7 separate regions of the Mus musculus genome follow, and regions 1, 2, 3, 4, 5 and 6 are each linked to region 7. Evidence: chromatin contacts called from public ChIA-PET, HiChIP or PLAC-seq and promoter capture Hi-C data. All regions are on one chromosome and are shown on one strand. The core of a region is the stretch at or near the end of the contact, and the rest is flanking DNA. Distances in the headings are between cores, read along the strand shown. Region 1 holds the start of Rit1 (Ras-like without CAAX 1). Region 2 has its middle 12 kb from the start of Fdps. Region 3 holds the start of Gba (glucosidase, beta, acid). Region 4 holds the start of Rusc1 (RUN and SH3 domain containing 1). Region 5 holds the start of Syt11 (synaptotagmin XI). Region 6 has its middle 23 kb from the start of Rit1. Region 7 holds the start of Dap3 (death associated protein 3).

Evidence for each region. Promoter capture Hi-C pulls out the DNA fragments that hold promoters and counts their contacts. ChIA-PET counts read pairs in DNA pulled down with a chosen protein or histone mark. HiChIP or PLAC-seq counts read pairs in DNA pulled down with a chosen protein or histone mark. Capture Hi-C pulls out chosen DNA fragments and counts their contacts.
Region 1: a contact with region 7 is called in a promoter capture Hi-C map of second pharyngeal arch cranial neural crest, with 2.9 times the contacts expected there. The contact joins the promoter of Rit1 here to the promoter of Dap3 in region 7. A contact is called at or near these places in 11 of 39 promoter capture datasets (the C10 cell line, cranial neural crest, erythroid cells and 6 more), 8 of 115 datasets of contacts at active chromatin or transcription factors (effector CD8 T cells, embryonic stem cells, epiblast stem cells and 2 more) and 4 of 9 other capture datasets (adipose tissue, embryonic stem cells, liver and 1 more).
Region 2: a contact with region 7 is called in a FOXA1 HiChIP or PLAC-seq map of pancreatic cancer cells. The contact joins the enhancer-like site here to the promoter of Dap3 in region 7. A contact is called at or near these places in 13 of 39 promoter capture datasets (the 3T3-L1 cell line, 3T3-L1-derived adipocytes, the HPC-7 cell line and 8 more), 1 of 15 datasets of contacts at CTCF or cohesin (the NIH/3T3 cell line), 1 of 484 Hi-C or Micro-C datasets (pre-megakaryocyte-erythroid progenitors), 15 of 115 datasets of contacts at active chromatin or transcription factors (the 230-238 cell line, the SCID.adh cell line, bone marrow-derived macrophages and 8 more) and 2 of 9 other capture datasets (adipose tissue and liver).
Region 3: a promoter capture Hi-C map of pancreatic islet shows a contact between it and region 7. The contact joins the promoter of Gba here to the promoter of Dap3 in region 7. A contact is called at or near these places in 7 of 39 promoter capture datasets (the 3T3-L1 cell line, the C10 cell line, cranial neural crest and 3 more), 4 of 484 Hi-C or Micro-C datasets (double positive thymocytes, embryonic fibroblasts, granulocyte-monocyte progenitors and 1 more), 9 of 115 datasets of contacts at active chromatin or transcription factors (the HPC-7 cell line, the SCID.adh cell line, bone marrow-derived macrophages and 5 more) and 4 of 9 other capture datasets (adipose tissue, embryonic stem cells, liver and 1 more).
Region 4: a contact with region 7 is called in an H3K4me3 HiChIP or PLAC-seq map of embryonic stem cells, with 31 read pairs. The contact joins the promoter of Rusc1 here to the promoter of Dap3 in region 7. A contact is called at or near these places in 19 of 39 promoter capture datasets (the 3T3-L1 cell line, 3T3-L1-derived adipocytes, the C10 cell line and 13 more), 1 of 15 datasets of contacts at CTCF or cohesin (the NIH/3T3 cell line), 19 of 484 Hi-C or Micro-C datasets (CD8 T cells, the N1E-115 cell line, Th1 cells and 11 more), 35 of 115 datasets of contacts at active chromatin or transcription factors (the 230-238 cell line, the HPC-7 cell line, the SCID.adh cell line and 24 more) and 3 of 9 other capture datasets (adipose tissue, liver and pancreatic islet).
Region 5: an RNA polymerase II ChIA-PET map of effector CD8 T cells shows a contact between it and region 7, with 16 read pairs. The contact joins the promoter of Syt11 here to the promoter of Dap3 in region 7. A contact is called at or near these places in 1 of 484 Hi-C or Micro-C datasets (nephron progenitors), 9 of 115 datasets of contacts at active chromatin or transcription factors (effector CD8 T cells, embryonic midbrain, embryonic stem cells and 2 more) and 4 of 9 other capture datasets (adipose tissue, embryonic stem cells, liver and 1 more).
Region 6: a contact with region 7 is called in an H3K4me3 HiChIP or PLAC-seq map of bone marrow-derived macrophages, with 3 times the contacts expected there. The contact joins the enhancer-like site here to the promoter of Dap3 in region 7. A contact is called at or near these places in 2 of 39 promoter capture datasets (hippocampal neurons and liver), 2 of 115 datasets of contacts at active chromatin or transcription factors (bone marrow-derived macrophages and embryonic stem cells) and 2 of 9 other capture datasets (adipose tissue and pancreatic islet).

What each region holds. Positions count from the first base shown.
Region 1 is chr3:88,715,171-88,718,237 of GRCm38.p6, forward strand. It overlaps Rit1 (Ras-like without CAAX 1), which reads left to right and starts at 1,684. Exons shown (of 6, transcript NM_009069.4): 1 at 1,684-1,787; 2 at 2,156-2,300; 3 at 2,432-2,488. The coding sequence starts at 2,195.
Region 2 is chr3:89,111,910-89,115,110 of GRCm38.p6, forward strand. No RefSeq gene overlaps it. Among named protein-coding and RNA genes, the nearest start is that of Fdps, 12 kb to the left of the region's middle. Within about 2 kb of position 1,407, at least 15 of the 459 cell types and tissues checked have an H3K27ac peak or open chromatin away from gene starts, as enhancers often do. A contact at or near this core is called in liver and pancreatic cancer cells, where this site is marked.
Region 3 is chr3:89,201,184-89,204,388 of GRCm38.p6, forward strand. Gba (glucosidase, beta, acid) reads left to right here and starts at 1,745. Exons shown (of 11, transcript NM_001077411.3): 1 at 1,745-1,903; 2 at 2,289-2,358; 3 at 2,802-2,993; 4 at 3,092-3,205. The coding sequence starts at 2,304. It overlaps Gm23269 (a small nuclear RNA gene), which reads right to left and starts at 90; the gene lies at 1-90.
Region 4 is chr3:89,091,250-89,094,658 of GRCm38.p6, forward strand. Rusc1 (RUN and SH3 domain containing 1) reads right to left here and starts at 2,114. Exons shown (of 11, transcript NM_028188.2): 1 at 2,018-2,114; 2 at 1-1,312. The coding sequence starts at 1,224. It overlaps Fdps (farnesyl diphosphate synthetase), which reads right to left. Exons shown (of 10, transcript NM_134469.4): 8 at 3,203-3,280; 9 at 2,982-3,116; 10 at 2,339-2,594. The coding sequence ends at 2,394.
Region 5 is chr3:88,770,911-88,773,855 of GRCm38.p6, forward strand. It overlaps Syt11 (synaptotagmin XI), which reads right to left and starts at 1,689. Exons shown (of 4, transcript NM_018804.3): 1 at 1,381-1,689. The coding sequence starts at 1,414.
Region 6 is chr3:88,738,627-88,741,861 of GRCm38.p6, forward strand. No RefSeq gene overlaps it. Among named protein-coding and RNA genes, the nearest start is that of Rit1, 23 kb to the left of the region's middle. Within about 2 kb of position 1,460, at least 9 of the 459 cell types and tissues checked have an H3K27ac peak or open chromatin away from gene starts, as enhancers often do. A contact at or near this core is called in bone marrow-derived macrophages, where this site is marked.
Region 7 is chr3:88,948,594-88,951,664 of GRCm38.p6, forward strand. It overlaps Dap3 (death associated protein 3), which reads right to left and starts at 1,689. Exons shown (of 13, transcript NM_022994.3): 1 at 1,275-1,689. The coding sequence starts at 1,277. It also overlaps a transcript of Ash1l not described here.

The sequences.
Region 1 (3,067 bases), core at 434-2,933, 230 kb before region 7:
CCATCCTTTCTGTTCCCTCCTGGTCTCCCTTCAGCACTCTTATGCTGAGACAGAAAGATCAGGCACTGTAGACTAGCTTAAGCTGCTCACCTATATCCTGGCTCCAGCAGAAAAGGGAAGTGGAGGTTGCAAGAATAATGCAGGAACGTTTCACTCCATGTGATGTGCAGAGTGGATGAAGCCCAGTTATGCTAATTTGTTTTTTATGAGACTGGGTCCCACATTGTAGCCTTTACTAGCTTGGAAGTCAAAAGAGACCCTCTCTGTCTGTCTTGTCTAAAGCTGGTCACAAACAGATACACACCTGCCTCTGGAGTGCTGGAATTAAAGGCATAAGCTATCTGCTTTTTAAAAAGGTGTATTTATTCATATGTATGTTTTTGCTTATGTGTATATATGTGCACCATTTGTATTCCTGATGCCTGCAAATGGTCAGAAGAGGGTTGTGGATCCCCTGAAACTGGATGGTTGTGGGCCACTGTGTGGGTGCTAGCGACTGAATCCAGAAGCAAGAAGTGTTTTTTGTTTTTTTTTAAAGATTTATTTTGTTAATATATGTAAGTACACTGTAGCTGTCCTCAGACACTCCAGAAGAGGGAATCAGATCCTGTTGCGGATGGTTGTGAGCCACCATGTGGTTGCTGGGATTTGAACTCTGGACCTTCGGAAGAGCAGTCGGGTGCTCTTACCCACTGAGCCATCTCACCAGCCCCCGCAAGGAGTGTTTTTAACTACTGATAATCTCTCCTGAGCTCTGCTTTTAAGACAGGGTTTCATGTAACCCAATGTCGAATTTAGCTGGTATCCAAGGTGGCCCTTGTACTGCTTGGCACAGACACCTTCCAAATGCTTGGTTTATATGGATGTGCTTGCATCCTATCTGACTTGTATTTGTCTTAATAATTTTAAAATTTAAAATTCTAACTAGAGGGCTGGTGAGATGGCTCAGTGGTTAAGAGCGCCACCTGCTCTTCCGAAGGTCCCGAGTTCAAATCCCAGCAACCACATGGTGGCTCACAACCATCCGTAACGAAATCTGATGCCCTCTTCTGGAGTATCTGAGGACAGCTACAGTGTACTTATATATAATAAATAAATAAATCTTTAAAAAAAAAATTCTAACTAGAATAACTGGATACCGCGATCATCTGGTTTTGGTTTCAAGAGCTTTTGATGTAACAGCGTTTTTGGAAAATGAAGCGCTGCTTTGTAGCAAGTACCATACCTACCCTAATGTAATTCTGTATTTTGGAAAGATTGAGGGGGTGTGGGTTTGTTGTGCTGTACATCTGGTGACAGATATTTTCCCTCTACCAGCAGCAAATAGCCCTAAGTTAATCACTTTAAAAGTATCTGTTCGTGGCTGGAGAGATGGCTTAGGTGTTAAGAGCACTGCTCTTCCAAAGGTCCTGAGTTCAAATTCCAGCAACCACATGGTAGCTCACAACCATCTTAACAAGATCTGACATCCACTTCTGGAGTGTCTGAAGACAGCTACAGTGTACTTACATATAATAAATTAATAAATCTTTAAAAGTATCTGTTCGATTAATATAACATCCATTTTTGTAAGTGCAAGCCTTGAGATTCGTATGTGACCAGAGGGCTTAGCGAGTTAGAGTTAGGCGCGGGGCGGAGCAGAGTATCTGTCAGCTGTGGGGGCGGGGCTCAGGGTCATGCCCCGCCCACCGGCGCCATCTTCCAGGACCCGGGCGGGGCCCTGGGCTGTGGGGCGCAGCTGGGAAAGGAACGCGGGTTACCACCCGGCCTCAAAGCTGGTTTCAGAGGTACAGGCTCAGGTGAACAGGGCGGGGGGGTGACGGTGGCGGGAAAGGTGGTGAAGTGGGGGAGCCACGGCCACCGTGAAAGAACGTGACAGTGTCAGGCAGCGCTCTGCACTCATCCGGCTCCTTCCTACTGGCACGCTGCCTCAATCTGAAGTTTTAAGTTCTTTTTAGTTTTCTGGAAAAAGTAAGTTTGGACATCTATGATCTGTTTTAGGACTGAGACTGATTGTGAAGGGCGAGGATGTAGGGCTTCTTAGCGTTCTGCAATGAGCAGAGTAGGCCATGGTGTTTGGGGACGGAAGAAGGAGGCTCTCACTGTGGCCCACTGTTTCCATCCTGGATTGAATGTTCTGTGCCTTCTCCTCTAGGAGGCCTTTCCCAGGGGCCCAGGACTGCCCCGGAGGACAATGGAGTCCGGAGCTCGCCCCATTGGTAGCAGCTGTAGCAGCCCTGCAGCACTCTCCCGGGAATACAAACTAGTGATGCTGGGTGCCGGTGGAGTTGGGAAGAGTGGTAGGTAACCATTTCTGTTTGCCACACAACGTTTGAAAAGCAACCCAGATGGGTTACTGGCTCTTGTGCAAAATTGATAGCTAAAATACTTCCTGGTCACAGTGTCCTGAGTTGCATCTCTTGTTTTGAAGCCATGACAATGCAGTTCATCAGCCACCGATTCCCAGAAGACCATGACCCCACCATTGGTAAGTCAGCTCCTTGTTTATATTTCCAGATACAGCCTGGGAAAGTATCTCAATAGAGTTAGAGCTTAAAAAGTAATATTTATATCCTAAGCTTGTTTGTGTATGTAATTCATACTTACTTAGAGACCAGAATAAACATTTGAGTATTTATTTTAGACTTCATATGCACATTTATGCTATCTTTAGTCTTCAGATTACATTGGTAGACAAACTGTCTTTTTTATTTAAGGACATATAATGTATTGTTAGATTAAAGGAAAAGTTTAACGACCACTCAATGAAACCTTTTCTTGCTGTCACTGTTCAGGGTCTGACATGAGACTAACCCTGAAGGATGAGTCAGCTGGTTTGAACTTCCACAAAAGGAAGCAGAAAAACAAGTAGAGCCAGCCTGCTGAACTCTTAGAACCAATCTTCCACTTAGAGCTCTTCCTTTATTTCCTTATCCTTGCAGCTCATTATATAGTACTGTCTTCTCCTGTGTCTTTGTCATCTTTGGCTGTCATAGGTTGGTGGAATGCTAGTGGGGTAAATCTGTCTCCCTGACACCCCCACCTGGGGATGGAACCTGAGACTCTA
Region 2 (3,201 bases), core at 157-2,656, 160 kb after region 7:
TTCACCGGCCCGCTGCCACCCCAGGGAGCGCCTTTTTTCCTTCTTTCCATCCTTCCTTTCTTTTTCTCCCTTTCTTTCTTTCTTTCTTTCTTTCTTTCTTTCTTTCTTTCTTTCTTTCTTTCTTTCTTTCTTTCTTTCTTTCTTTCTTTCTTTCCTTCTTTCCTTCTTTCCTTCTTTCCTTCTTTTTGTTTTGTTTGTTTTAGTTTTTGTTTTTCAAGGCAGGGTTTCTCTGTATAGCCCTGGCTGTCCTGGAACTCACTCTGTAGACCAGGCTGGCCTTGAACTCAGAAATCCGCCTGCCTCTGCCTCCCAAGTGCTGGGATTAAAGGCGTACGCCACCATGCCCGGCTTTCTTTTCTTTCTTTTTTTTTTTTAACTTTTATTTTATTTATATGAGTACACTGTAGCTGTCTTCAGACACATTAGAAGAGGGCATCAAATTCCATTACAGATGGTTGTGAGCCACCAATGTGGTTGCTGGGCATTGAACTCAGGACCTCTGGAAGAGCAGCCCGTGTTCTTAACCGCTGAGCCATCTCTCCAGCCCTCTTTTTTTTTTTTTTTTTTTTTTTGACTTAAAACTGTAACATTCTTCCCCTCCTTCCCCAACCCTGCTTCCCTTCTTGACCTGGGACCCCACTCCATCAGGCCCATTAGCTTCTTTTATTTGTTTCTCATTACAGATGGTTGTGAGCCATCATGTGGTTGCTGGGATTTGAACTCATGACCTCCAGAAGAGCAGGCAGCTCTCTTCTTAACCACTGAGCCATCTCACTAGCCCCTTTCTTTTTTTTTTTTTTTTTTTTTTTGATTCTTTGAGAAAGGCTGACCTAGAATTCTCTAGGTAGGCTAGGTGGGCCTTGAACTCAGAGATAAACCCAGTTTTGCCTCTTAAGTTCTGGAACTAAAGGGGTATGCCACTATGTCCAGACTTCCTCTGTTTTAACTCAGGAGACAGAGACAGGCAGATCTCTGAGTTTGAGGGTAGTCTTGTGGAGGTCTATAGAGTACAATCTAGGACAACCAGGGTTACAATGAGAAATCTTGTCTTAAAAAACCTAAATAAACAAATGGTCTCTATTTCTTATTTTTCTCTTTCTTTTCTTCAAAAGGAACACCCAGATAAAGAGATACACTGAACAAGGTTTAAAAAGGTAAAAAAAAAAAAAAAAAAAAAAAAAAAAAAGTCCTGAGTACAAAATAGTTCTGTGCTCACGGAGCTGGGCAGGTCACCTTCCTACCCGTCGGATAGTCTGGAAGTACTGTCAGGGCTCTTTATCGCCATTTCATCATGGATACATGATAAATTATTAACTGGAAGTTTCAAGTGGCCAGTCATCCTATGATCTTGTGACCAGCTGCTATTAGGAGCCACCAAGAGTTGACTGATTAAAGGCCAATCAGAGCCAACACAGCCTTTACTCCCAGCAGAGGATGGCAGAGCCCTGATTTTGCAGCCAGCCTGGTCTCCATATAGGGAGTTTCAGGACAGCCAGAGCTACAAAAGGAAACCCTGTCTTGCTGGGGGAAATTTGTCAATCAGCATTCCTGAAAAGCAGCTGATTAAAACACCCCTGCCTCGTGCTGAGCTGTCTCAGTGTGGGAAAGCACCAGTTGCTTTCCTGTGGAAGCTCACACCAGGGACTCCATCACCATCTTCTGACTATGTTCAGGCAGCAGACACACACATACAGGCAAAAACCTGTATTTTAGGTAAACATAAAATAAAAAATCTTTTTTAAAAATGTCAATAGCAAGCCAGGCAATGGTGGCACACACCTTTAATCCCAGCTCTTGGGAGGCAGAGGCAGGCAGATTTCTGAGTTCGAAGCCAGCCTGGTCTACAGAGTGAGTTCCAGGACAGCCAGGGCTATACAGAGAAACCCTGTCTTGAAAAAACACAAAACAAAATTGGCTGTGAAGAGTTTGGATTGCTGCAGGTTCAGAGCCTAAATACAACTTCTTTGGGGCCGTGTTTAGGTCCCCCAAAAGCAATTCCTTACCCACCTTGTGCCAGACCTAACATCCTGATAGGCAAATAAAACCCTTTGGAATGTATTAACCAAACCTTAACTGCACCAGTGGAACGGATAAGAAGGGACCAGGTAGCATCTGAGGCCTGCAGTTGAGATTCCCTGTCTGCAGTAATCCACATCCCTGTTTCCATCAGTAGGTTAGGTCCAAACTGGGCTCAGCCTGTCTGTCTGAGAAGCTGCGTGCTTTCTCCCATTTTGCTTCTCTCTGCTTCCCCTTCCCCATGGAGAGATAACCTTGGCAGACTGATCCCCATACACCTTTGTTTCCACTCACAGAATGGCACAGTTTGGTGAGCTTGCTGCACCCTTGCTTACACAACCCATTTTTATTTCTTTTTTCTTTTTTTTTGGAGACAGGGTTTCTGGAACTCACTCTATAGACCAGGCTTGCCTTGAACTCAGAAATCTGCCTGCCTCTGCCTCCCAAGTGCAGGGATTAAAGGCATGTGCCACCCCTGCCTGGCCACAACCCATTTTTAAATGCTTTGTTGTATAACCTCCTTTGTTACCATAAAAACTCCACAAGTCTGTTTCTACATCATTAGGACATTGTATTGGAGGGAGATCTCAATATATGTTGTTTCTGGGATGTGGTCTCTCTGTCTCTGTCTCTCTCTTTCTCTCTCTCTCTCTCTCTCTCTCTCTCTCTCTCTCTCTCTCTCTCTCTCTCTCTTTATTTTTTTTTAAGATTTATTTATTTTATATATATATGAGTACACTGTAGCTGTCTTCAGACACTCCAGAAGAGGGCATCAGATCCCATTACAGATGGTTGTGAGCCACCATGTTGTTAGGAATTGAACTCAGGACCTCTGGAAGAGCAGTCAGTGTTCTTAACCACTGAGCCAGCTCTCTAGCCCATGGTCACTGTTTTTCTTTTTTTTCCTTTTCTTCCTTCCTTCCTTCCTCTCTCTCTCTCTCTCTCTCTCTCTCTCTCTCTCTCTCTCTTTCTTTCTTTCATTTTTGGTTTTGATTTCTGTTTTTGGAGACAGGGTTTCTCATTGTAGTTGTCTCTGTCCTTAACCAGATAAAGTGAAAGTTCTGGGTCTAAGCCTCTTACAGACAGGTATCATGCAGTGTGCTTCCTGGCCCCCATTTGAATTCTAATTGAATGTGTAATATCTAAACAAATAAATGAAATTGAGGGTACTGGTATATTGCAGGT
Region 3 (3,205 bases), core at 495-2,994, 250 kb after region 7:
CACGAATTTGCGTGTCATCCTTGCGCAGGGGCCATGCTAATCTTTTCTGTATTGTTCCAATTTTAGTATATGTGTTGCCGAAGCGAGCACCCAGCTACTGATTCTTAAAGTGATAACCAAACAGTATATGATTGCCAGTTGCCAGGACTCAAACCAATGCAGCTCCAAGCAACTGTAATTTAAATATTGCCAGAGCTGAAGAAGATAACTAATCAATTTTTTAAAAAGGGTATGTGGTAATTATAAGAATGTAAAAACCTCACTCAGCAAGCATAAAGCTCCTAATGTGTAATTACAGACTTCCCTTGACTTCTCTTGCTAACGCTAGTAATGGTTCTGTGAGACTATGCTGGTGTCTATGTTGGGCAAGTGTGGAAACAGGCTCAGACTTCCCTTGACTTCTCTTGCTAACGCTAGTAATGGTTCTGTGAGACTATGCTGGTGTCTATGTTGGGCAAGTGTGGAAACAGGCTCAGAGACCTGGACTTAGTCAGATCACGCTGCATGTGTCACTGCCAATTAATCAACTTTATTGTGGCTCACAAGGAAACCCGGACGACAGCCCTCTTCTTGTGTCCACCAAAGACAGACAGCATTTTCCAGTTTCCTGGGAGGAAGGATGAAGAGCTTTCCAGCCAGCATCTGATGATAAAGCAAGAGAATCCAGAAACGGCCAGTGGGGACCACTCCCTCCCTTGGTCCTGATCTCCAGAGCCCGACAGCAACTCCCTGCACTTACTGTGACTCCCCCCCCCCCCCCCCCCCGCCTGTTCTTCTGGGAAGGGTCCCCTTTCCTCTCAAGGAGTCTTGCAAGTATACCTCTCAACATTTCTGTCTGTCTTCGCCTGTAACTCCGTGTAAGTGTCTGACTCATGTGTCTCACTAGTCTTTTTAGGATAAAGATTGTGTGTATGTGGGGTTTGTTGTTGTTTTTCGAGATAGGGTTTCCCTGTGTAACAGGACTGGCTGTCCTGGAAATTGCCCCATAGACCAGGCTGGCCTTGAACTCACAGGGATCCGCCTGCCTTTTCCTCCCAAGTGCTGGATTTAAAGGCATGTGCCACCAATTCCAGGCTGTATGTGGGGTTTCTAAATTTTGTTTTTATTTATTTTTATTTTTTTAAAAGATTTTATTTGGGGTTGGAGAGATGGCTCAGTGGTTAAGAGCAGTGACTGCTCTTCCAGAGGTCTGGAGTGTCTGAAGACAGCTTACATATAATAAATAAATAAATATTTTCTTTAAAATATTTATTTATTTATTTTTTATATATATGACGAGTACCCTGTAGCTGTCTTCAGACACCAGAAGAAGGCGTCAGATCCCATTACAGATGGTTGTGAGCCACCATGTGGTTGCTGGGAATTGAACTCAGGACCTCTGGAAGAGCAGTCAGTGCTCTTAACCGCTGAGCTATCTCTCCAGCCCCTTGTTTTTATTTTTAAATTTTATTTTTAAATTATGTATATCTGTGTGTCGGTATGTGCATGTGAATACAGTGGCCCTCACAGGCTAGAAGTCCTCTCTGTCTTGGATTTAGGAGCCTCTACTCAGCTGTCCATACAATCCTTGTTAGAATTCTCTTCCTAAAGGTGTCATCCTTTAGGCCTCCCCAAAATTCACAGGGTATGCAATGAATGACTAACCTAGAAGAGCCCAACTGCCCATTACAAATATGGCTTCGATTGCTTCACTTCCTGCATCACGTGACCGGCTTAGTCATCATGTGACTCTGTCCGCCCCTTTAAGCCGGAAGGAACTTGCTGTGCTAGTCGGTTCCAAGAGCTATGATATCTGTCTGTGTTTTATTTGGTAGGTCTTCTATCCCTCCAAGGCACAGAAACTTCCACAGTCTTCTCATTCGCTGGTCCTGAGTAGCTCCAGTTTCCAAGATCTTCTGGAGAGGTAAGCGGGCAGGGCTACAATTTGCCTTGTCAATCTTGCTTCGGGAATTCTGCCTATCTAGATTATGGAATTCGGTGAGTTCAATTTTTTTTTTTTTAAATTCAGGGCATCATGGCTCTTTGAGGGCACAGATGGAGGGAGGGCTGAAGGTTGAAATCGATGGGGGAAAAGAGTGAAGAGAGTCTTCTTTGGAGTGGGCAGCAAACTCCCTAGCAGAGTGAATGAATGCAGGACGCCTCCAGGGTCTACGGGCACTGTCTAATCACTAATAAAGGTGGGAGCCTATGCTGTGAGCATCCACAGGCAGCTAAACTCTGGCCAGGAGGGTGGTTGCAGGGTAGAGAGAGTCTTACACTATTATCTTTCCTCTACATTTTCTTCTCAGAAGTGTGCTGGTGTCATGGCTGCCAGGCTCATCGGATTCTTCCTATTTCAGGCGGTATCTTGGGCATATGGTGAGTCTAGGATGGAGATGGAGGCATGAAGGTGTCCCCTGCCCCCAAAGTCCTCTGGTAGCCTTCCATTATGGTGCTGAAATTTCAGTAGGGACTCTGTAACTCTTTTAGAATGCCTGAGACATCTTTGGGCTGGGAGTATGGTGGAAGGATTTTTTTAAAAAAATATTTATTTATTTATTATATGTAAGTACACTGTAGCTGTCTTCAGACACACCAGAAGAGGGCGTCAGATCTCGTTACAGATGGTTGTGAGCCACCATGTGGTTACTGGGATTTGAACTCCAGACCTTTGGAAGAGCAGTCGGGTGCTCTTACCCACTGAGCCATCTCACCAGCCCGGATTTTTTTTTTTTTAATTGTTGTTCTGTCTCGTACCTAGCATGCCCACTCCCTCATAAACCCGCTTTGATGCCTGCCTCTGCTTGTGCCCTGCCTCCTAGGTGCCCAACCCTGCATCCCCAAAAGCTTTGGCTACAGCTCAGTGGTCTGTGTCTGTAATGCATCGTACTGTGACTCTCTTGACCCCGTGACCTTACCGGCTCTGGGTACCTTCAGCCGTTACGAGAGCACTCGACGTGGACGTCGGATGGAGCTGAGTGTCGGGGCCATCCAGGCCAATCGCACTGGCACAGGTAGCCACTTTATCTGTCCCTCTAAGCCTGGACCCAAAGTCACACCAGTGATCAGCATGTCCTCTTCTGGACTCTGACTTTTCCTCTTCTTTTCCCAGGGTTACTACTCACTTTGCAGCCAGAAAAGAAGTTCCAGAAAGTGAAAGGATTTGGAGGCGCCATGACAGACGCCACTGCGCTCAACATCCTTGCTTTGTCCCCACCTACTCAGA
Region 4 (3,409 bases), core at 864-3,363, 140 kb after region 7:
CCCAAGTCGATTTTTCTTCCTCCGCGGAGGGACGGGTGGGGGAGGCGGTCGAGGCGGGACCAAAGCCCACCCAGCCGGGGGGTCCCGGGGCGGGACTGGCGGAGGCTGGGCTCGGCTTCTCGACCGGAGTTCCTTGAAGGTGGTGACTTCTCGGGGAGGTGCCAAAGAACCTCCCAAGGACCCAGTCGGCGGGAGCTCAGTGTCGGGCGAGAAGACTATGAGCCAGTCGCTGCGATCTTTCTTGGCCTGCGGCACAAGGGGCAGCCCTGGACCCCGCTTGCGCTTCTGGGCCAGCTCATGGAAGGACGTGATTGTCCGATGGGGCACCGGCTCCTGGCTGACGTCACCTCTCCATCCCCCATCAGTTTTCCCTGCATCTATTTTCGAACCAGAATTGGTGTTCAAACAAGAAGCCAATTTCCCAGATTCCGTTTTTAAGCTCGAGTTTGTATTTTCGTCTGTTTTCCGACCAGAGTCACTGTCCTCGATGGTTTTCCACCCAGCTTCAGTTTTCTCTGTGTCAATTTTCCAAATGGGGTTAATTTTCCAACTGGGCTCTGCTTTCCCTGCGTCGATTCTCCCATCTTCGGTCTCTGAGAGCTCAGAGGTAGCAAGATCCTGTTCCCCACTGTCTTCCTCTTCCTCCAAGCCTGGGGAAGGTAGGTCCTGGCAGGTGGTCAGGGCGTTGCAGTTCGAGTCCAGGTCAGGTCCAGGTGGAGAAGATATTCCAGAGCAAGAATCAGGAGAGCAACAGAAACTGTCTGGAGAGCAGGTGCTAGGGCCCGCTGGAGCCAGAGGAGAGCCCAGCTCCAAGGTGCTAGGCTGAGGGTTTGCATCCTCATTACCAGGCAGGTCTCGCGAGTAGACTGACACTGGAGACTCATCAGGGCTAAGGTCTGAGCAGGAGCTGAGAGAGGAAGAGCATCCTGGATCTGAAGGGGAAACAGCCTCTTCCTCCTGGGAAGGGTCCTGCTGATTTTCTATGCTGGACCCGTGCTCCTGGCAGCATCTACAGGGCACAGCTGGACTGTTGGAGTTGGCATCCACAAGGGTCCCGCTGCAGGGCCCCCTGCTTTCCTTGCCCCCGGTGTCTCCCGGGGGCGGGGGTGTGCTCAGAGGCCCCTCTCGTAGTTCAGGACGGCGGGACAAGTGCAGGCCTAGGGAGACATGCTGGAGATGGATGTGATTGAGGTTGCAGAGTAAAGCCCGCTGAGGGGACAGCATGGTGCCGAGGGAGGACGACGTATGGCTTTCAGAGAACCAAGAGGATCCAGCGTCTCACATCCACCTACCTGACAGTGTAGATGCAGACCTAGAAAACAGGGGTGGTTGAAACCTAGATCACGGGTAAGGGCACTGGAGGTGACTGAGGACTAGAACAGGCCTGGGAAGGATCTGGCTGCTTTGGGAGATATTTAAATGAGATTCAAATCACCACGGACAGGCCATTAGTTCCCACTGCAGTATTTGCAGGTGGAGCTGAACATAACCTCCAGGGAACGGAGAAAGGAGGGTCATCAGAGAATGCAGTTGTACTCTGATCTTTGTGGGGCTGCGAAGCTTGAAAAAAGAGTGGGGCCCAGAATATGGGGGTGCGATGCTTGAAAAAGAATAGGGCCCAGAATACACCGATTCTTCCTAATCAAGCTCTGTCCTCCAGCCTAACCCTGGGAGGAAGGGGACCCCGCCCGGATGCTCTAGTGAGGTGGATGGTGGGGAACAAGACGAAGGGTTTGGTTTGTTAACGCAGGAGAGGGGTCTGGGCTGGAGCAAGGGGAAGCATTCTGCTGTCAGCTCTGCATCTGTCCCAGTCCCTGTTCAGCTCTAGCCTTCCTCCTGTGTCCTCACCCACCGCAACGCCAAGATTTGTCCATTCACTCTGTGTCGTCTCCCATCACCCAGCCATCGCCCGTTTCTTTATTCTTTTAACTGCTCCTCTCCTGTGCTATCAATCCATCCATCCATCCATGCATCTATCCATCCATCCATCCGCACCCTCAGACCGAGCCCTCCTCACCGCAGTCCTCCTGGAATCGCTCCGGCCTTGGGCTCGTCTGCGTCCCCGCCCAGCAGGGAACAGAGCGGAGGGGAGGGGCACCGGCAAAACCCACTGTGGCTGCGCAGCCGCACCCCTTCACGCATGGGCGTGGCATAGCTCAGGACCGCCCCTCAACCCCCACGCAACACTTGACGTTGTGCCTATGTCACCCATCTACAAAGCAGACGCTTTGGGTCTCAAGGAATGCTTTTGCCAACCTGGATTCCAAGCTGCCCTCTCCCACCCCTGCATTCTGGATAAAGCTGAACTCCTGACTGCCACAAGAATAAAACCACAGGATGTTGAACAATAATTTATTGAGACCCCCTCCCTCCCAGCCTCTCCAATTCCGGGGTCACTTTCTCCGTTTGTAGATCTTGTTTGCAAGTTCCATGAAGATGGATGGGGGCAGGGGCGCAGAGCACTGCTCTATGAGACTCTTGAGGCGGTTGTAACTGTCTTCCTCATACTTGAAGAAAGCAGACTGCAGATCCAGCGCCTCATACAGTGCTTTCACCCGAGCCACTTTTTCTGGGTCCTTCTGCCCATAATTCTCCTGGAAGCACGAAAACAGCTTTACTTGGCTGGGTCCAAAGGCCCTCACAACTCATTCATTCACTCCAGACACTGGCAAAACTCTCCTCTCTGGGGATCCAAGATACCAAGCATTGCCTCCCGAGCCCAAAGTTCAGGTATTGGCTCTGGATTCTACTTCCTCTAGGGTTTCCCAGCCTTGACACGGCTGAGTTATTGGGCAGCATGCGTTGTCTGGCACTATCCAAAACCTTCCCGGTTCTGCCTGCTAGCCACCTTCAGCACAAACATCAAACTGCACTTAGTTGCCCAATGTCTCCTGGACAGCAAAATCACCCTGCTTTCCTAACCACCCCTCCTCCATCCCCTTAGCAAAGGGACATGCCACTCCCAGGCCCCACTCGAGCACCTCTAAGATCTGGCGCTGTTGAGGAGAGGCTCGTAGCAGACACTGAACCACCAGCCAGCTGCATTTGTTGTCCTGGATGTCAGTGCCGACCTTTCCCGTCACACTGGGGTCTCCAAAGAGATCAAGGTAGTCGTCCTAGGCAGCAGGCATAAAGGAGAGATGAGGAGGTCCCCAGGCCGGGAAAGAGAAAATATGCACTCTGGGCTGCAGGACCTGCCTACCTGGACCTGGAAGAACTCGCCCATCTCCATCAGGATCTTCAGGGCATTGGCGTGTTCCTTCTCCCCATCAATGCCTGCCTGTAGGAGACAGGGTAGGCAGCATGACCACACATCTTCCCCTGGGAGCTGCAGCCATTACGGTTCCACTTTCAACTTCAACTTCTTACAAAATGAAACGAAGACCTGACCCATAAACCACCTCCACAC
Region 5 (2,945 bases), core at 439-2,938, 180 kb before region 7:
GTGAAGATCCATTGTCTGGATGCTTTCGCTGAGATCTGATGGCTTGTTATGTGGAGAACATTGGGTTCCGTTCAGTTACATATGCCTCTTACTTGGGAGTGAGAAAGCCATTTTTATTTTATTTTTTTAAAGATGGCTTGTGTCTCTACCCTAAATTTTGGAACCTAATGTTCACACCTGGATTGTCTGAGGGATATACTCTCTTAAGGAATATGAAGGTTCTAGGTTCGCTCTGCAACAACTCTTACTTGATTCCTCCAATCGAAGGACAATTTTATTTTACTTATTTATGTGGTGTGGAGCACAGCATGAGAAGTTTGCGCTCCTGGATCGTTATGGAGGAGTTCCCCAAGAGGAAACGACTTGGCCAAGCCTCTCTTGCTTTCTTTCCCACCTATTTACCACAGCACTTTCTGCCCCAGGGAGTGTAAAAGTGCTCTGAGAACCCAGAGGGCTAGGTCGCAGACCAGCCACTCCGAGATGACGTAATGCTTTCTGTGGTACACAAAGCAGCCTCCCCCGGGCTGGGCCTCTCCAGCCCCTCCCCCAGGCCAGGATTGCCTCCCTGGCCAGCACCAGCGCGGGTGAGTACCCCTATTTGAAAAGCCAGACCGGGAAAACAGGGAACAAAGGCCCCGGAAGGGGCGCCTAGGCACTGCCAGGAGGTTCAGAAATAGACATCACGTCATCTCTCCGCCCGGCGGCGCCAAGCGCCATTTGGTAACACCGCGAAGGACTACACCATTACGGTGCAGAATGAAGCATGCAGGGCTAGCATTTTACCCCAGCCCTAGCAACCCTCTGACCGGCTTAAGGAGTGGCTTCATTTGTGCTCCCCACCCCCGCACCCTGCTTTCCCTGGAGGCCTCCGCCTCCCTTGGCTTCCAGCCATACAGCCCATAGTCTCCACGCTGCCATCTTGATGTCCCATCCCCCTTGCCACTTTCCTCTTCTGCAGCCCTCAGAAGTAGGAGGGGGAGGAAGGGGCACCGCCCTGCGTGCCCCTAGGGGGAGGGCTCGGCCTACCTCACCTCTCTTCCTCCAGAAAGAGGGGTGGGGGGGGGTTGTTCACATCCTCCGCAAGCTTGCCATTTCTCACCTCCAGACGTGCTGACAGTGCACCATCAAGGGTTTACCATCAAGGTTTTAGCATCCTGGACCTACCTATCCTCGGTGGCACTCTGCCCTTGCCAGAGCCTGCATCCCACAGCTGAAATTCAGAGGTTCTCCACAGCCTTCTACTCATGACCTCAGGCCCTATTCTGGCTGGGCTGGCAATGAGAGGGTCCCATTTGGACTTCACTCCCCGCCCATTCCTCAGCTATCTGGCATTGCAACGGCACTGATCGCCCCCAAATTAGTTTGTCAGGCTCTACTTACCAAAGCTGGGGCGTATATTTGTGATCTCAGCCATGTTGTAATCAGAGGCTGTTGATAGAAACACTTTTGCAGAGGTCAGACAACTTTGGGAATCTCGGTCAGTACCGAGGCCGCGGCTGTAGACCTCCAGATCAGGGGAGGGGAAGGTGCATGGCCGATTGCCCCTGCAGTACGATCCCTGGTTGCTAGCTGCGCTTTCCTCTTAGATGCTCCAGGGATGCTCTGAGCTAAGGATGCAGGTGCAGTCAGACTGGTCCTGATGAGAGATAGGCTCCGCCTCTTCCCGAACGGCCCTCGGCAGAAGACTCCGCCTCTGCCCGAAAGATTCCGGAAGCTCTTCGAGAGAAGACCCCGCCCACTGCCGAGTTTTTCCGAGGATGAGTCTCCGCCCATTCACAGGCTGTGGGCGTTTGTGGCTAAATTTCAAAGCCCATTAAGAAGTGTAGGTGTTTAGCTAGCTCAGTCGCACATCCTTGTGACTATAGCACTCAAGTGGGTGAGGAAGGAGAGTCAAGGACAGTCTTGGATAGGTCTCCAAATACAGAAGGGCAGGAAGATAGTCGCTTTAGCGTCTTCTGAAGCTGTAATTCTAGTTGCCTGAGTTTATATAGCTAGAAGCTGAACCTTCTGGGTCCGAGGAGTTGAGAAAAGCAAAATTCTATACTGTTTCAGTATTGATGGCTATTATTTTAGCGCACTCCTGAAACAGTAAAGGCATTTATGGAAACTGACTAAAGATTGAAACCTGGGTAGAAGCAGAAGGATCAAGAGTTTCAGGCCAGTCTGACGTGTATAACAAGAACCTATCTCAGAAAAGCAGAGACAATAATAAAGACTTAAAGTCGGCTGGGCAGTAGTGGTGCATGCTTTTAAACCCAGTACTCTGGAGTATAAAACACCAGAAAATATGCAAAATAATAATAATAATAATAATGATAATAATAATGAGTCGCTTCACCCTGCTGCACATGCTCGGGTGGCTCTGACTTTAGATTGAGGACATGGGAACATGTGGCCGAGGTGGGGGCTCTTTCTCGGAACCTGGCTTTTCTCCGCAGTTGGAGATTCCTTTGTCTCTGCTAATGGCCTGTCACCTTTCTTTTCCTTTGTAGGGTTTGGGTTTTGATTCCAAGATCAGGCCAGCTGTGACCAAAAGAGTGCTTTTGGTTTCTTAATGCGCCCCCCCCCCCATAAGAGAAGAGAAGTTGTGATTTTTTAAAAAGACAGTCTCTCTCAACCAGGCTGCTCTGCAACTCATTTGTGTAGCCTATACTGGACTGGAAATCTCCTATTGATAGGATTACAATCTCCTATTGAGCCACCACTGCCTGTCAAGAGTAATTTTAATTACATTTATTGACAGGGTCTTGGGTAATACAGACTGACCTTGAACTTACTGTGTAGTCCAGGCTGGTCTTGAACTCCTTTCAACACCTGCCAAATGCTAGTGTTACAGTCATAGACCACCCTGCCTAAAAAGTGTATTTTTTAAGTTAGAGAAACTACTAGAAAAGATGAATGAATTGATTTTTAAAGTTTCCTGATTATTTTTCCTAAGCATAATT
Region 6 (3,235 bases), core at 210-2,709, 210 kb before region 7:
GTTGAAAAATACAAGGCCAGCTTGGTGATAAAGGCACTTCCTGCCAAGCCTGACAACTTGAGTTAGGTTTCTGCTATGTGGTAGGGACAACCAGCTCCCTGGAGCTGGAGAGATGCGTCAGAGGTTAGGAGGCTACTCTTTCAGAGGAACCAAATTCAGTATCCTTTCCGCACATTGCTGTTCACCACCCTCTGAACTCCAATTCCAGGGGTCCAGTGCCCTCTTCTGGCTTCCTCGGGCACTGCACATACACAGTGCACAGATGCAGACAAAATACATAGAAGAACCAACTTCCAAAAGTTGTCCATGAATCTCCCCATGTGTATGTTGGCACACAGATGACAGCACTTTACCTGTGCTGGGACTGCAAATACAGAGGCAATCAATTTTATAAGTCTTTGTGCTCAAAATTGTTTTTAGAAAAATAGCTGCCAGGCCATGGGACAGAAGAAGCCAGCAGCCCCGGCACTCAGGAAGGACAGGGGTTCAAAGCAGAGGCTGGCTTTGCTGCAATGAGACTCCCATCTCCAAAACAGGAGAGTGGAGTAGGGGAAGAGCTGTTTGCATGTCAGAAGCCACTGTTCTTGAGGCTTTGACTGACGCAGTAGCTGCTTGCCTCTGTCAGTCACAAGCGTCAGCACGCCACTGAGACCAGGTCGGGGCTTTCCTAGGAAGGCTTTGGCAAGGAATGGGCAAGAAAAGTATCCCGAGGGGGGAGGCAGGAGGTCCAGGAAGAAACAAGGTTGTGTCCCGCAATCATGCATGCCCACCCCGGGGACACACTGTTCCTCTCCAGCACCAGTGCTTACTTCCCCAAGGACTCGACATCTCCTCAGGGCAGTCCTTCAGCCACAATGACCCCTCCTCTCTTTCAAAATTGATTCAGAAATCCCTATGACAGAGATTGGTCCAGCCCAGGACTATAAGGAAAATTGATATTAACCTTGAAGAAATTACTTAGGGGATGTCACCTTGTTTGAGGAGAGGAGAAATCACTCTGGGAGTTAGTTGTTGGTTTTGTGAGATGGGTCTTATTTCTTGTTCTGTAGCTCAGGCTAGCTGAGAGCTCACCTGCACTGTGCTCCAGGTCCCCAGCTTTCACCCATGAGCTGTCTCTCATGTTGGGGTGGACTTTGATGATGCAGCTGTCTTTCAGTCATTTCTGCTCTTGTTAAGTTATCCCTTACCCATATCTCCTTAGGTAATCCCAGAATAAAATTCTTTGATTCACCAACCTGGACTTTGGTAGTGGTATAGTAGGCTCCTTATTTGGGTGAGTATGTTGTGTATCTCCCAGGAAAAGTCTGTCACACTATACCCAGTCCTCTTTATGTAATTGGATGCCATGTTTGTGAGAGATGAGTCTCACTTCTCATTCTGTATCTCAGGCTAGCCGAGGACAGCTCATAGCATCCCCTTGCCTATTTCTCCCAAGTGTATGACTGTATCATGAGAGTGCCTGGTGCCCACAAAGGTCAAAAGAGGATGTTGGATCTTCTGAAACTGGGATATGGGTGGTTGAACCCAGATCCTCTGCAAGAGCAACAACTGATCTTAACTGCTGAGCCATCTCTCTAGCGCCAACACCCAGTCCTTAAAAAAAAAAATAGTTGGTGGGTTGGAGAGATGGCGCAGAGCCTAAGAGCACTGGCTGTCCTTTCAGAGGTACCGAGTTCAAGTCTCAGCAACCATGTGGTGGCTTGTAACTATAATGAGATCTGGTGCCCTCTTCTGGCCTGCAGGCCTACACACAGGCAGAACACTGTATAGATAATAGGTAATAAAATCTTTTTTTAAAAATTAATATTTAGAAAAAAATTAGCATGGTGACACACACCTTTAATTCCAGTACTCAGGAGGCAGAAGCAGAAGCAGGAGGATTTCTATGAGTTGGAGGTCAGCCTATTCTGCATAGAGAGTCCCAGGACAGCCAGGGCTATATAATGAGAACATAATCTATAAATTAATTAATTAATAGAAAATAAAATAAGAACAAAAGGAGGTGGGATTTTCCCCAGCTGTAACCTCAGGATTCAGAAAGCCAAGGTGAGAGGATCACTGTGAGTTACAGACCAGCCTGGAATATAGAATATAGAGCAAGACTGCTGAAGTGGAAACTTAAGGGTTCTTTGGAAAGTCAGTTGTTTTGTGTCACGGCACTCTGGTGGAGTCAGCTTGACAAAGCGAAAGCTGGGAAGCTGGTTCATGAAGCAAAGAGTTTCAAGGAAACCCCCTTCCCGGGGTCTGGCATTTTCTCCCTAATCTATATAAACCATAAAATTAATTTTTCCATTCCCGCATTAGTCTAGTGTATGGATCCACGTGCTCTTTATTTAGTATTACCTTATTGTAAATGCCTTTTAAGATTGTATCCTGAATTAGCTAAAGCCTTTCCCAGTGTTCCAAAATTCCAGTTAGCAGCAAGGAGTTTAACCTATTCAGTAACTAATTAAGCACTACAATAAAATCATAGCCATTAACTCAGTTGTCTATAGTAAGAGACTAAAATTCTCACTAAGATAAAAATTTCATTACAAACTACATTCCATACCAAGAGTAAGTTAATACACTATCCTAGTAATGAGGATCCTTCAGACAAGATAATTAAACAAGGCCTAGAGAATTTCGGGGTCAGTGACACTACATTATTCTTGAGGCGTGTCAAGAGTTAACAACCCTGGTGCTATTAACACTAAGTGTAAAACTCTTGCCTGGCAGAAGGTGCTAATCTCTAGTGTAAACATTTATCTGGTCCCTACAAATTCCCTTTGACATCACTCCCCTTGCATCTGTGCTAATCTCTAGTGTTAAACATTCATCTGGTTCCTTTTGAAGTCACTCCTTTTGCACCTGGAAAAATTCAATGTGCCTTATTCTGTTATGATTTGCAATTTACTCTGTATTATAAAAAGTCTGAGGCTTGACTGGAACATTACATTCAGATCCAACACCTTTCTTGTGTGTGTGTCTGTCTGTCACCCCATCCGACTCTTTGCCCATCTGCTTAAGAGATCCCGTTCCACGAAGACAAGGGGCCCAGAGGGTCTGCGGCAGTTTTAGATGGTGTTTTGCTGGGGCAAACATGTGAAAGAGTGTTTTCCTGAAGTGGCCAATGTTAGCAGCAGCAGCAGCTCAATCCACTCGCAAACACTTCATGGATACACCAGCAGTCCTGTTGGGTAGAGTCAGGATAGTAAACACGAATCAGCAGTGGTGGTACCAACTAGCAGAGACA
Region 7 (3,071 bases), core at 439-2,938:
TCCCCAATGCATACAGCCAATAGGGAAAGGTTGGGTTATCTGAAAACCAGGTATGGGTTCATGCCTATAATCCAACCTCTAAAGAGGCTAAGACAGGATGACTGTCAGAGTTTCAGGCAAGCTTGGGCTAAAGAGTGAGACTGTCAAAACAAACAAATAAACAACCACTCAAAAGACAATTTAACCCCTATTCCAAAAAAAGACTGAATATTAATTGAATGGGTTCTGGAGATGAATGGAACGCAGTAATGTTTAAATTTCCCCTGAATCACAAAGGTAAGAATTCACAGATAAGAAAGGAAACTTAAGGTGCCATTCCTCTAAAATTTTGCTTTGCTTTTTGTGGGAGACTAAAAATGAGTAGATCAAACGTTGGGGTTTTAACATCACATGCCCTGAATTCACTCATCCAATGTCAACACGGAAACAAATACTAGCAGCCAATGAATGCCATAGGTCTGGTTTAACTAGCAATTTAGATGAATAGAACACAAACTACCAATTACACCTACAAATCTTATCAACATCAACAGCACTGTAAATGATAACAATAATACTCCGCATTTTCCCCGTACCCAGGAGCTAATTCTGCTTTACATATATGATCTCATTATTTCATACTCCAACCCTGAAGGTATATTTTGGGGTTAGCTAATTTTTACTACCAGCATCTCATAAATAACTTGGAAAAATTTGAAGGCCTAAAAGATCAAATCCAGAAATAAAATCTCAGTGCATAGTTTCATCCCCTCACACACTCAACCTGCGGGTGGCGACCCGAGGAGAGGTCTAACAACCCTTCACAGGGATCCCATATCAGATATCCTGTATATCAGATGTTTACATTAAGATTCATAACAGCAAAATTACAGTTACGAAGTAGCAACAAAACTAATTTTATGGTAGGGAGTCACCATGTGGAACTGTACTAAAGGGTCGTAGCATTAGGAAGGCTGCGCGGACCACTGCTCTAACATCAGGCTGCCAGTTGCAAACCGAGTTCGCACAATCTTTGAGAAGTGCACAAGGATCACACAAGCATCACAGAGGATAGGTACCCTCTGGGACTTTAACAAGGTTAAACTACATTAACATATTAACAGCCGTTCTGTCCGTTCATCCTCCGGTCCCAGGTCCGCAGCCCCGGGTCTGAAGGATGCCCTCTTGGAGGATCACCGACACTGCTGCCCTCATTCCCTATCTCGGGGCAGTTCAAATACACGCTCCTTTCCCTCCTTCATCATTGCATCCCCTGTGTGGCTCAGTCCCCTTACCATGAGTCCAACACTAGGACTCCTGCTCCGGTGACCCGCACACACCGCCAGCGGCTGGATCCCAGGCACCCGTCCTGCAGTTGTGAAGCAAGCTCGGGTCGTGTGGCAGGAAGCTACCCAACGCGCAGTCGCCGCGGCTGCAACCACAGCCCAGCGGAGGGGCACCGCGCCACCCGCCCCGCGGCCGGAAGCGGGCAGCAAGCCTCGGCGTCGCGGTGGCCCGTCCCAGGAGGTCCGCGCCTAGGTACCTTCGCTCGCTCTTCAAAACATTCCGGTCACCGTGGCCAGCCTCGTCTGCGCGGGCGTGCCCGCTTCTCCCCGGCCCCAGCAGGGGCGCGCAATGGAACGTCCCGCGGGGGGGATTGTGGGAGGCGCACGTTCGAGGGGTGGGGGCGAAGGCGGCGGCAGCCGTGGCTGCCGTTGGTAGCCGTGGGGGCGGGGAAGAGAGGGAGGCGAGCCGAGGAGGAGAAGGAGGAGGAGGAGGAGGAGGAGGGAGGAGGCTCGGGCTCGCGCCAAGGAAGGTACGCGTGAGGGCCGAGAGGGAGTCGGGAGCGCGCGAGCCGGAGGCCCCAGAGCGAGCGCGTCGGTGCTGGCGGCGCGGGGCGGCCGGAGGCGGTGGTTGGAGGGCGCAGCTCGCGACCAGTCCGGACCCACTCGGAAGCGTGCGGGCGGGCGTGCGCGCTGCGCGGCCGGAGTCGGGTGAGGGAGGGAGGGAGGGAGGGAGGGAGGGCGGCGGGGAGAGCGCGCGGAGGGAGGAGTGGGAGGCGGGAGGGGGGGCACGCGGCGCCCTTCGCTGGCTCGCTCGCTCCCTCCCTCCCCAGAGCCGCCGCCGCCGCCGCCGCTGCCGCCGCCGCTGCCGCTCCCGCCGCCATTTTGGGTTCGCTTTGCGGAGGGGGGAGACGATCCCGGTCTCGGTTGCCGGACCCGCCTTCTCTCGGTTTCCCCTTTCCCGACCTACGCCTTTGGCTTCTCCTCTCTCGCGTTTCCGCCGGTCCGCTTACCCGCTGGCCGCCTCCTGACAAGCGGGAAGGGTTACAGTGTGGAGCCAGGGAAGCCGAGGCGCCAGGCTGCCACCCTCTCTCTCTCCACTTGCCTGCACTCGGCGCTCTCGGCCTCGCACGGTGAGTAGTGCGGTGTGAGCAGGCCTTTGAAGGCCCCAAGTAGTCTCTCCTTGGCTACCCGGGATCCGCTGTCACCCCCCCGGACCTGGACCTCCGGGAGAGCGGGGTGAGGATGGGGGAAGGGAGAGCAGGGATAGGGATCCTGAGCTTACCGGGAAGTCCCTCTAGGCGGGGTGACGGGGTGTCCCTGACCAGCGGGCTCTTGGTTTGGGGGAGGGGGACGGGAAAGTAAGCGAGTGGAGGCGGAGTCGCTTGTGCCCCTGACAGGTTAGTTTGTGTAGTAGGCCCGATTGGAGCATCCCCCAAGATCCAGTTTATGTCTGTTTAAGTAAGGGACAAAAGTAGCAAGGGAGATGATCTTCAGCGGGTAGTTTACCTGTACAAGATCTGTGGTGTTCTCGAAAGGCGGAAATATATGCAGACATGACATAGTGATCTGAGTGTTAATAAGTTTAATAAATGTCACTGGTTAGTTTCTACTTGGAAAGAAATGTTTTGGGTCTTGAAGACCAGATGGTCTGTTGGTTTATAGCTGCTCTGTTTATATGTGTATAATTCGAGGATGGAGAGTGTTCAGGAAGAGTTTGCCTGCATTTGGGGAAGTTCCCTTTGTAAGTTAGCTTATTTAAAAACAAATGCTGGGACATGTGTTCTCTAGGTCGATAAATGTGCATGT